Regions from separate parts of the Mus musculus genome. Here region 2 is linked to region 1. The links are chromatin contacts, called in public HiChIP or PLAC-seq maps. All regions are on one chromosome and are shown on one strand. The core of a region is the stretch at or near the end of the contact, and the rest is flanking DNA. Distances in the headings are between cores, read along the strand shown.

Evidence for each region. HiChIP or PLAC-seq counts read pairs in DNA pulled down with a chosen protein or histone mark.
Region 2: an H3K27ac HiChIP or PLAC-seq map of embryonic fibroblasts shows a contact between it and region 1, with 25 read pairs. The contact joins two enhancer-like sites. A contact is called at or near these places in 1 of 39 promoter capture datasets (3T3-L1-derived adipocytes), 11 of 484 Hi-C or Micro-C datasets (the C2C12 cell line, cortical neurons, embryonic fibroblasts and 4 more) and 3 of 115 datasets of contacts at active chromatin or transcription factors (embryonic fibroblasts, embryonic stem cells and extraembryonic endoderm stem cells).

What each region holds. Positions count from the first base shown.
Region 1 is chr10:24,476,706-24,482,515 of GRCm38.p6, reverse strand. All of the region lies in intron 3 of Gm15270 (predicted gene 15270), which reads left to right. Among named protein-coding and RNA genes, the nearest start is that of Gm40615, 19 kb to the right of the region's middle. Within about 2 kb of position 3,120, at least 36 of the 459 cell types and tissues checked have an H3K27ac peak or open chromatin away from gene starts, as enhancers often do. A contact at or near this core is called in embryonic fibroblasts, where this site is marked.
Region 2 is chr10:24,570,145-24,575,954 of GRCm38.p6, reverse strand. All of the region lies in intron 3 of Gm15270 (predicted gene 15270), which reads left to right. Among named protein-coding and RNA genes, the nearest start is that of Gm36089, 20 kb to the right of the region's middle. Within about 2 kb of position 3,269, at least 22 of the 459 cell types and tissues checked have an H3K27ac peak or open chromatin away from gene starts, as enhancers often do. A contact at or near this core is called in embryonic fibroblasts, where this site is marked.

The DNA.
Region 1 (5,810 bases), core at 1,871-4,370:
GAACTGAGAGCTGAGGAGAGCCAAGAAAGAGCTCAGGGTGACTTGTGAGTCTGAAGCAGCAATTTGCCAGGTGCAGAGAGAGGATGTAAAATTGCTGACATCGATTTTTTTTAAAGGCTTAAATTACAGAAGAAAAGGAAATACTACCCAGGAGGGTGGTTTTTAACTGAAGCTAAGATCAAAGCTCATCATTTTCAACTATGAAGTAAGTTGAGCTGCCGGAATTAGTCTAATTATAAGACAATTTTCTAATTTTTGACCACTTTTTACTGGTGCACGCCCCTGTATGCGGTTATGTGATTTGAAAAGCCTGTATCTGCGGCCGAGATCATAATTTCACAACTTCTTCTTAACTTGGTGACATGGGTATTAGCACTGAGACCAATCTGCTTAGCTGTAATACTGTTCAGGACTGACTGGAAAGTCAGTGTAGTCTTGAGACCCCGTGTGCCCTCAAACTGCACCTTCAGATGGGACACATCACAGCAGCCATCTGCCAGGAAAGTACCATCTGGAGGAAATTTAGTTCTCTGATTTAGAATTTTAGAAGAGTCATTATTTAGGTTTGAAATGATCCCTGCCTACCTTTCACAAGAAAACCTATGTCAAAAATATTTCTTTTTTTTTTTTTTTTCAAAAGCATGGCAAAAGGTAGATTAAATCTCAAGAGTGTTTCCGGGCCACTTCAAACTCCAACTTCAGGTTCTGTTTCGAACTCTCTGCAATTTGAGCTGTCTTGTTCTCTTTCAAAAGAAAATGGGTTAAGATCATTTAATTTTAAATTCTCTTGTATTTAGACTTGCTAGGCAGTTAGGTTAGCACCATGGATGCCATGATATTCACATTATTATCAGAATCTGTCTATGGAAGAGGTGTAGGGCAATGGGCCAGCATTTGCCCAGTGTGTACAAGCCCCTCTGGCAGCACAAAACATATTTCTATTTTATATATGTTTTTGGTGGTAGATGATATATCCTGGATGAGTAATTGACTTACCAGGAGAAAGGTGGCCGAGGCTGGATCTATAAGCATCCGGGAAAATGCTAAGGAGTTGAAATAAATCAGCCTTGAATTCTTTGAAAAATACATTGAGATTAAAGATGCTTAGCTATATTAGCACATATTCTTACAGGAGCAAGGTCAACTAAAAAGGCATTTAACTGCTGCTTTGGACAGCTACTGAACTCTATTAGAGTTAAGCATAAGTATAGACATTCTCATAAAAAAGAAAAAGTTGCTTAGAAGATTCAGTTTACAATAAACATATTTAGACACTCTATGAGCCTTAAATAAATGTATGCAAGTAGCTTTGGTTTGATTGTCACAGTCAAGGGTTAAGCTGGTAGGAACACTTGGAATGTTTTATGATTCCATAGCTATACTCTGTTCCGATCATTTCTTATCATGAGTTTAGAAAACTCGTTGTTGTTATTACTCTATTACTCTATATAAAACTCTTATTCTAATTACAGATGTGGGCCAGACTACAAAAAATGTTCCTCACAGTATACTCCTGAAACAGACAGCACCTAGCCACATTTTTTCTATGTCTAGACATTTTTTGTAGATTGCTCTCTCTCTCTCAGTGTGTGTGTGTGTGTGTGTGTGTGTGTGTGTGTGTGTGTGTGTGTGTGTATACACTTGCCAATGCATCTGGGTATGGAAGACAGAAATCGATGGCAGATGTCTCCTGAACCAATCATTTCACTTCATCTTTTTGAGACACATGGGGCTTCATGTTTTGTCTATGCTGTCTGCCCAGGGAACCCCACATCTGCTCCTCTCACTTCAGCCCAGCAGCTGGTGCTATCACACCTGGAGTTTTAGATGGATGATGATGGGATCTGAACTCGGGTCCTCATATGTGCATCATGACACTCTCCGTGCCCGTAGATGGACGTCTCTGAACATAGTTCTTTGCCATTCAAAGGATTTAGAATAACTACATATATTAATTCAGAAATCACACAGAATCCAGCTTTCCGATTCTAGCACTAGGAATTCAGTTGAATAAACAAAGTGCAGCCACTCAGAAGTGGGAGGTCACAGTCACAAGCCACTGGATTTCAAGCTATCTCCACTTTGAAGCTGCTGGAATCCTGGAGAGCCATGTTTTGATACCACAATTAAGAAGCTTAATGTCTGACCCAGTATCTTCTGATCTAGTTACAGGAAAGATAAATATTTCTGGGTTCTGAAATCCAAATCTCAAAATCCCCTCTGTATGTACTGACATCTTATGGGAAGCTGCACATTTTCCAGCTGTGTCATCTTCATGTTTTATGTCCAAAGTTGTCTTGTTGCAACTGAAAGTAATGACTGTCTACATAGTCATGCAGACCTTTCTTCACTCCCTTGCTCCCTTGTGTGGCAGAAGAGGAACACGTTCACAAAAACCAAGAGTCTTTTGAATCTTTGGACTCAGTGCTGTGTCTCTAGCAGAATTTTGGTTTGTGCTGTTAAGGTCCTGGATATTCTTTACATGATAGATATTTATTTGAATAATAACCTTCACGTGAAAATAGAGTTTACATGAATGTTATATGGTGCTAGAGAATGTAGCAAGAAGGCAGTACCCCCAGAGCTCCCTGGGACTAAACCACCAATCAAAGAAAACACATGGTGGAACTCATGGCTCCAGCTGCATGTGTAGCAGAGACTGGCCTAGTCGGTCATCAATGGGAGAAGAGTCCCTTGGTCCTTTGAAGGCTCTATGCCCCAGTGTACGGAAATGCCAGGGCCAGGAAGTGGGAGTGGGTGGGTTGGTTAGCAGGGGGTAGAGGGGAGGGGATAGGGGATTTTTGGAGGGGAAACTAGGAAAGGGGATAACATTTGAAATGTAAATAAAGAGAATATTTAATAAAAAATTTAAAAAAATGGTGAGTATTCCTTTAAAGACCAACTGAGGAAGAAAGGCATTGTTCAGCACATTTTTTTTACTCTTCCCTTCCCGCCTACGTGCCCCCGCCCCCTCCCTCTTGCCCGCCAACCTCATGTGGAACGTCATTACTAAGGGTGAGAAACTCACAGGCTAAAAATGTAAGGTCTTCGCCGTATCTGGAAGATGATGTTGTCATGTAAAGTAAAATAGCTCTTTACCAGGCAGAGCAGCCTTCCTGAGAATTCATTCCTGGGACTGTTTGCATTCTTTCCCAGTGAACGCCAGGGCAGACATCAGACTCTATTTATAACAGCAGAGGAGATATTCAACCTTTCAGAGCGGTACTCAGAATCGAGGCTGCTCGAGAGCGAGTGGGTAGAATCTCTATGTGCCTTTTCCCAACAAGTGTGCATTCCCTTTCGGGGTAGAGGTGACCCCGTGGCAAGCCTGGGAGAACCTATCTCAGGAACAACATGTGGCCTAGAGATGGAAGGAGCGGGATGGAAACCATACATGGTGAAGTGAAAAAGATGGTCTTCCTTGCGTTGCCGCTGAACTCGGCAGGTTTACTTCAGTGCCCCAAGAGTAAACAGAGCTGGAATCACACTGTCATGCTGTGGGTTCATGGAAAAGTGCCTGAGGGGCTCTAAATGCTCTTGTGTGCTACCTCTCAGCCCTTGAGCACTCCGACTTCAGAAATCCTTACTGGGGCATAGTAGTGTCTGAGCCTTGTGTGAGTGCAGATAGACTGTTCTGCTTGTTCAAGAGGTAAGGTAGAGGAGAGTTCACACTGAACATCATGATGTTTCAGATGGCTGGGATCAGAACACAGAGGTGAGTAATTGCAGAGCTCAGAAGGCTGAAGCACTGGATCAGCTAGAGTTGGAAGCCAGCCTTGGCCTCAGAGCAACACTCAGCCTCAGCAAACAGCCATAGAGAGCAAAGTCCACAACTTAAAGTCTTCTTTAGGAGGAGAAATGAGTCAGGCACATAATCAAGTTACCTTGTCTAACATAGACAGAATGCAACTACCTTGCTTACTACCATGGACACTTATACTAGCAACACAACCGTTTCTTCTGCCTTCCTGTCTCCCGGCCCAAGGGTAACTTTCATTGAGAAATGTCAATTAAAAGCAAAGATGACAAGGGAAATGTTGGTATGGTATTGGTGCCATGGTACCAATGTCCTGGTCATTCCATCTGCTGGATCTGGGTTTCCTGCAGCAGCTAGGGAGAGCTAGGTGGTTTAGTGGCTCCTTAGTACAATAAAGAAAAGGTTCTCTCAGTTTAAAAGGATGATGGTGCTGCTGTATACAATAGGCAAACATACTGGCTTAGGCACAATGGTAGACTACAGGAATCTTTAATAGTGAAAGGTTTTCCTTGAATTTTGTAAACATTTGATACTATGAGACCTGGCCTGATTAGAGTAGCCTGTTCTTACAAATCTGGAACTTGGCTTATTATCAGAAATAGGATATATAGAATATACTTTTTTCTTTCTATAAAAGTCTTCATTCCCATTGACATGTTGAGCTCTCCTTTAGAAGAAACCATGTCCCAGCAGCTCTCTGTGTGACTACACACTGCTGTACAAGATAGTTCTCATCACTGGCTCTATCTACACCAGACACAAGAGAAAGGGACCCTTTTTTCATTTAACCCCAGGGAAGACACCAGACCGCCATTAGAAAGCAGTTAGTGCCTGGATTCATATCAGCTCGTTATAAAGTTGGGACCTCAGGTTCTTTTCTTTACTCTCATTTGTCAGGTCTTTGGCATAGCAAGAGAAGCGAAGGAAAGGGAAGGGAAAGGACGGGAAGGGGAAGGGAAAGGACGGGAAGGGGAAGGGAAATCTCCATCAAACTTGGGGTTCTTCTTTATGCTTAAATATATCAAACAAAATAATGTACATGGACGTGGTTCAATGTACTTCCAATTGTCATAGAATTAGATATTACTTTAAATACTTAAATGAGTTTCAAATGTAGACTGTGTAGTGAATGCCAAGCAGGCTGGGGCTATGTAGAAAGACCTTGTCAGAAGCAAGCAAGAAAGTTGATCACTAAGTTGAGGATGCTCACTAGGGTTAAAAGTGAGAATGCTCAGATGTCTAAGGAGGCGAATGAATTTCCCTAATGATGCTTCATGTTATGAATTGCATAATGTATTACATCAGCTGCAAACTGACTCCACAATAGGCATAGAAGCGTGAGGATCCTCTCTAACCTCTAAGAGGTGTAAATACTATTACTTCCATTTTAAAGGTGAAAAGTAAGTCTTTTAAAAGACCTATACAAATCTAAAATACATATTTTTGACCATTGGCTTCTATTACCTGAAATAACGCTGATTTCTGTCATTGCACCAACAAAACACTTTAACGCATGACTTTATAATTCTATTGGTCACATGTTAAGCTTATTAGGTCTTGTGTATCTCCCGCTCCCCCTTCCCTTTCCTCTCCCTCTTCCCCTTCTTTCCCCCTCCCCCTCCCCCCCTGTTGTATTTGCCGATGCAGCTGTGTGAATGTGCAAGGGCCAAAAAACCAATTGCACAGGCCATTCCTGGGGTTCCTTCTGCTCTTGGTTTAAAGCAGTGTTTTCCATTGTTCTGAACTTCACCAGATAGGCTAGGCTGGATGGCTAGTGAACTCCAGGACTTGCCTATATCTACCTCCGTTGTCAATGCCATGCCTGGTGTTACAGGTTCTGCACCGCTCTGGTTTTTACATAGGTCCCGAGAGTCTGAAACTCAGGGCTTCATTCCTGTGAGTCAAGTGGAACGCTGACTGAGGCACTGCTCCTGCATCTGTTTTTCATAATGAAGTTTTGGAAGACTTAAATGGATCTGTGTTCTTTATGAAGGGAGCTAGTACAAATAGGCTCTTATCGAGTTGTATGGATGACTGTTATCTTTGGTATTAG
Region 2 (5,810 bases), core at 2,020-4,519, 93 kb before region 1:
AAGCCATAGTTCACACTTCTGGCAGGATGATTCTGACATTACAAGGAACCACTGCCTGTGGCGACCAGATAGATAATTGGTCAAAGCACTCAGGAAATTATACGTAGACAGTTTGGGGACTCTTGGATAACTCTAGTTGCCTTCAGTCCCTTTATGATCAGTGATGAGCAACCCGGCGTCAAGGCTTCCAGACCGAGGCATTAACTGCCTTTGCATCTGTTGTAGAGCACAGCACATTTGCAACCTAGCCTCTCTGTGACAACTAAGCTGGATTTGGAGACTTTTCCTTCTAACCCACCTCCAGCTCATGTTGGGTAAGGGCAAGGTAAACACCTTTTTATATTCTATCTTTTCATTATGATAAACCAATAACACAGGCACATGCACACACATGTGCACATATGCGCATGCATGCACACATACAAATTCATCTTTTGTATAATTTATGCTTCTCAGTGACTGGGCAGCTTTCTGTAGCCCTTAGGGTCTCGGAGATCCCAGGCTTGTATAATAACGATGATCTTCAGGCTTGTACTATTGGACCAAGAGAAGGAAATGTGACTCTGACCCAGATGTTCATTTTGGTGTTTACATTTCATTCCCTTGGGACTTGGATCTTAGCTTTGTCCAGCTTGTAAGAGCCTGCTTATTCTTCTATGGGTCTCTCTTCTCCTTTGTAAACCCCCAGAAACTTGTCTATTTGAATCAGAGAGTTGGCTAGTTTCTTCTGATGCCTCCGAATTATGGTGACCCTCCTTCCTCAGCCTTTGTCTAGGTGCCTTGCTGTTGTCGGCTCATTTGTTGTTCTTGTTTGCAGTTTTGCTCTGGGATGAGGCTAGATTAAATTGTATATAAAATCATATTACATTCCCTGGGTAATACATAGTGGAATGACAGCCTTGAAAGCTTAAACAATCAAAGCTGAGGAAGGGAAATGAGAGCAAGCCATCGGTTAGTTGATAGTATTGTTCTTACTATGGTGGTGCAATCCCTTTCTGTTCCTTCAGCCCTTCCCCTAACTCTTCCATTGAGGTCCCTGGGCTCAGCCCAATGGTGCTGTGAGTATCTGCATCTGTATTAGTTAGGTGCTGGCAGAGCCTCTAAGGGTACAGCCATACTAGGCTCCTGCCACGAAGCTCTTCTTGACATCAACAATAGTGTCTGAGTTTGGTGTCTGCAGATGGGATGAATCCCTAGGTAGAGTGGTCTCTGGGTGGCCTTTCCTTCAGTCTCTGCTCCATTTTTTGTCCCTTCATTCCCTTTAGACAGAAACAATTCTGGGTTAAAAATTTTGAGCTAGGTGGCTGGACTGAACCACCTAGAGATCCCAGGGAGAAAAACACCAGCCAAATTGCACGCATGGAGGGACCCATGGCTCCAGCTGCATATGTAGCAGAGGAGGGCCTTGTCTGGCATTAATGGGAAGGGAAACCCTTGGTCCTGTGGAGGTCTCTGCTTGTCTTGATCATTCTCCTGGCAGGGGGATGCTAGAAATGGTGAGGCAAGAGTAGGTGAGTGGGTGGAGGAGCACCTCATAGAGGCAAAACGGAGAGGAGATGGGATGGGGAGTTGTGGAGGGGAAACTAAGAAGGGGGATATCATTTGAAATGTAAAGGAATAAAATGATTAATAAATAAGAAAGAAAGAAAGAAAGAAAGAAAGAAAGGAAGGAAGGAAGGAAGTAAGGAAGGAAGGAAGGAAGGAAGCCGTCAGTGCCGTGCTTAACCCACCATTTCAGATCTCCCTTTTGTATCAATGGAGTGATTATTAATTTGTTCTTACTTATTGATACCTAACTTGGCAGAGAGCATGGTCCCCAAGGACCCTGATTATGAAGTGGGGTTATTCCTTTTGGGTCAAAGTGAGCGCCCTTATTGCTCTGCTCAGGGCTGCTGTTTCTGGTACAGGCTGAGGGGGTGCAGGGCTGGATTGGGGAATCCCTGTTTGTGTATTGTTGACAGCAGGGGCTGTGGCTGTCTCTCTTGCATCGTTTTGTGCTGTGTCTGCTCTGTAACAAGGTGGTTACTTCATAAACAAGGCCCTCGGAATGAGAGCAATCACTGTCTTGGATCTCCCTGCTGTCTTGATCATTCTTCTGGAATTTTGCTTATTAAGTTGTTGACTTGAATAACTGGATACTGTATTCTGGCTTGCTATAAATGTTCCTGTATTAGATTAAATGTGACCAGTCTCAGTTTCTGCTCTTTCTCTGTAACCAGAAAAGAGCCTCATTATTCACCACGTTCTTTACTCTCCAGTACTGCAGCTCAGATCAGAACAGGGGTCTTTTTTCTCTCATTCCAAGACTGCAGAGAGCAGCGCCAAGGAGAAACTGTTTACGGATGACTGAGTGATTGGGTCAAGCATAAGGAAGTTGATGGTATTTGAGTTTTTAACTTTATGTCAAAAACAAAAAGCAATAAGAAAAACAAACTCCCTCAGGTTAAACTTAATGGGTTGTCTGTTCTTTTTAAAGAAAGTGTTTGAAATGCCTACAAATCAGTATAGTTCTCCACAGACATTTTCATTTCTCTGTGGTCTCCAGGATAAAGAGTAACTTCTGTCTATAATGAATGTGTGTGAGAGAGTGTACGGTGTGTGTGTGTTTGCATGTCAATATCTGTGTGTGGGTGTGTGATATGTATATGTTTGTGTGTATATGTGTGTGGTATGTGTGTGAGTGTATGATATGCATGTGCGCATATGTGTGTATGGTGTATGTGTGTGTATGGTATGCCTTGTGTGTGTATGTGTTTGTGAGTGTGTATGTATGTGTGTGTGTGGTGTGTTTGTATGTGAGAGGGTATGTGTCTATCTGGTTTGTGTATATTTTGTGTATGTGTGTGTGGTATGTGTGTATGTAGGTATATGTGTGTCTGAGTGTGTATATGTGTGTCTGAATGTGCCTGTGTATATATGTGTTTCTGTGTGTGGTGTGTATGTGTATGTGTGTGCCTGCTTGCAAGTGTGTTTCCTGCCTGCATGGCTTGCCTTACAAAACATTTTGCTTTTCTAGTTCCCATTATTATGTGAGTATGCGAAGGATAATTTATTTCATATTATTTAAAACCTTCTGAATATTATTAGCATGAGAGGAAACCATGAAAATTATGGGTTCCTGCCTCAGTATTTTAACAAATATTTACTGAGAGCCAACAAAAACAATATTTACCGCATGACTGGAAAACAAAAGTCCACAGTCCTTCCCTCCCTGGAATTTATTGTTTATGGTCTGTATTGTTTATATCAGTGAGCTCTGCAAGTGTCAACTACAGCTTGTGTGGGGCTGAGAAGGCGAGTGAGCAATAGAATAAGAATTAGGGGAGTGGATCAGGTTGGGGAGTGGGGTGTGGGGGTTGGAGATGCTCCTCCTGTATAACCAAGCAGCCAAGGTTAAGTGTGGCTGTTACCTGGTGAAAGGGACCATTGCAGGGGACATGAAGCAGTGTGGTTCAGCCCAGTTGCATGAGTGTTTATAGAATGCCTACCATACACCAGGCACTGTGCCTGGGACTCTGGAAATAAAGATGAAACAACGCATAGTTTGCCTCTGGGAAATAACTCATTCTAAGGGGCTCATTGTTGTATAATTGATGAATTTGGAGAACCCTCTATGTACTTATTTGGCTCTTCATGAACTTATTTCTCTTCTGAGTAATTTGACTCCTGTCCAAGAATTACCTCAGTAGGCAAATCTTCATCAAAAGGCCCAGCAGCTTTTTTTCTCTGTATGTTCAAGGCCTGACAAACACAGCCATAGTTTTCAGCTTCAAGTTCAACAGTGCTACCCTAGGCTTTCCCACCCATTGAATGTGTTCCCAACAGCATGCCACATGCCTTTTCAGTCTGCCAACAGTCTGGAAGAAGGAAAGCTTGATTGTCATCAAATAGCAGCTGCAGTATTACTTTTTAAAAAAGACCCATCAACTAAAATTTGAAGCTACTCATAAAAGCAAATTGTAAGACATGTATTTGTGCTTGATTAACGTTTTCATAGGAAGCATGCCTCAGGCCCTGAGTATAATGTAGAAGTAGTGTTCATATGGAGTATTAATGTATAAAGCCTAGAGTGAGAGCTGTGGCAAAAAGGTGGTGGCTGGAGCAGCAGGGGAAGAACACACCAGCATAACTGAAGGCGGTCCTCATTCACCCTGCCCATCCAAAGCACGATCCAGAATTACCCTCTATGAAGGCCAAGGCTCTTCCGTAACATCCTGGAGGTTCTCTATTACCCTAGAAATACAGTCACAATCATAGTGGAACATAGGTTGTGATCCATAGGTTGTGAGCCAGTTCTGAGTGACACACACTCCTACTCTTTTAGCTTATTGTACCAACCAACAGGTTTCTTGGCTTCCAGGAATACCATTAGTCAGTTTGGCTGGCTCCTTGGCTAACAAGCATCCACAAAGAGATGGGTCAGGAGGTCAGCGACACGAAGGTTACGTCTCAGTCCTGTCTCATGTCATTATCCTGTTCCTTTCTGCTCTTCATCTCAACAAGTCACATAGTTTTTTTGTGTCACTACATAGCTGGCCTTCCATGTTCATAGGTACTGCAGCCAGACTCAACCAGTAAGGGCTAGAAAACACTAAAGGGAAAATACATCTGCATTTAGGGCACCATTACTTTTCTCTAGTGAGTGTCCTTTTTTTTTTCTCTCTAGTGAGTTTCTCTAGTGAGTGGACTTTGGTTTTGATTTCTTCTCTGATTAAAAAAATAATCCTTAACTGCTTGACCACAACCATAAACAAACAAGCAAGCAAGCAAACAAACAGTGTCTTTACTGAACATGTTCAGACTTGAAAAAAAACATATCATTATTCCCTGCACAGTAGTCCAACTATCTGCCATAGCCTTCGCTTTGTATTAGGTATTGTAAGTAATGCAGATGTGGTTTAAAGTATGTCTGTGGTGACATCTTATATAAGAGATGTGACCATTCAAGGACTCTGGTGTCACTGGGAGAACTAGAACCAGTCACCAACTGGGCTGAGCGTGGTTCCATCTATTCATCTACAAAGGCTTGCTTGAACACAGATCTCAAGTATTTGCTTCCTCTGCCTAATTTTGGAATATCAATGTGTGCAATCATCTTTGGTATTTATGGATAAGAGGGCAAGTGATATGTCTAGGTTATAGGTGAGGACATTCTTATATTTTTCATTAATGACTCGTAGGATTTTGTAATCTGCTATCCATTCATAATGCAGACAAATAGAAAATGAGCACAGGTTCCTGTGTCTGTTTCTGAACTAAATATGTAGAAATCGATTCTGTAGAGATCTCACGAAAACATTAGCAGTGTCCTAGAATATTGGTGGTTTGAACTTATCAGTTAAGAAGGTTTTTACCATACTCCATGTGTGTGCCTGTAACAGTTACTTTTCTATTGTTGTAATAAAACACCATGGCCAAAGAAACGTCTAGAAGAAATGGTTTGTTTGGTACTGCAGTTCTAGAGTATTAGAGTCCATGATGATGGAGCAGAGACTGCAGGCTCGGCCACAGGAGCAGCAAGCTGAGAGCTCACATCCTGACTTACATGCAGAAAGCAGAGGAAACAAGTAGGAATAAGGTGTGGCTTTTGAAACCTCAAAGCCTACCTCTAGTGGTGTACTTCCTCCAGCAAAGCCATACATCCTAAAGGTACCCAAGCTGCCAGCTGGGGACCAAGAGTGCCAGCATCTGAGCCTGTGCAGAGCATTCACATTTAAACCACCACATCACACCCCCCAGCTGTGTAGGCTTGTGGCCACATCATAGTACAGTTTCATTTAGTCCAACTCCAGAATTTTCCCCATAATCTT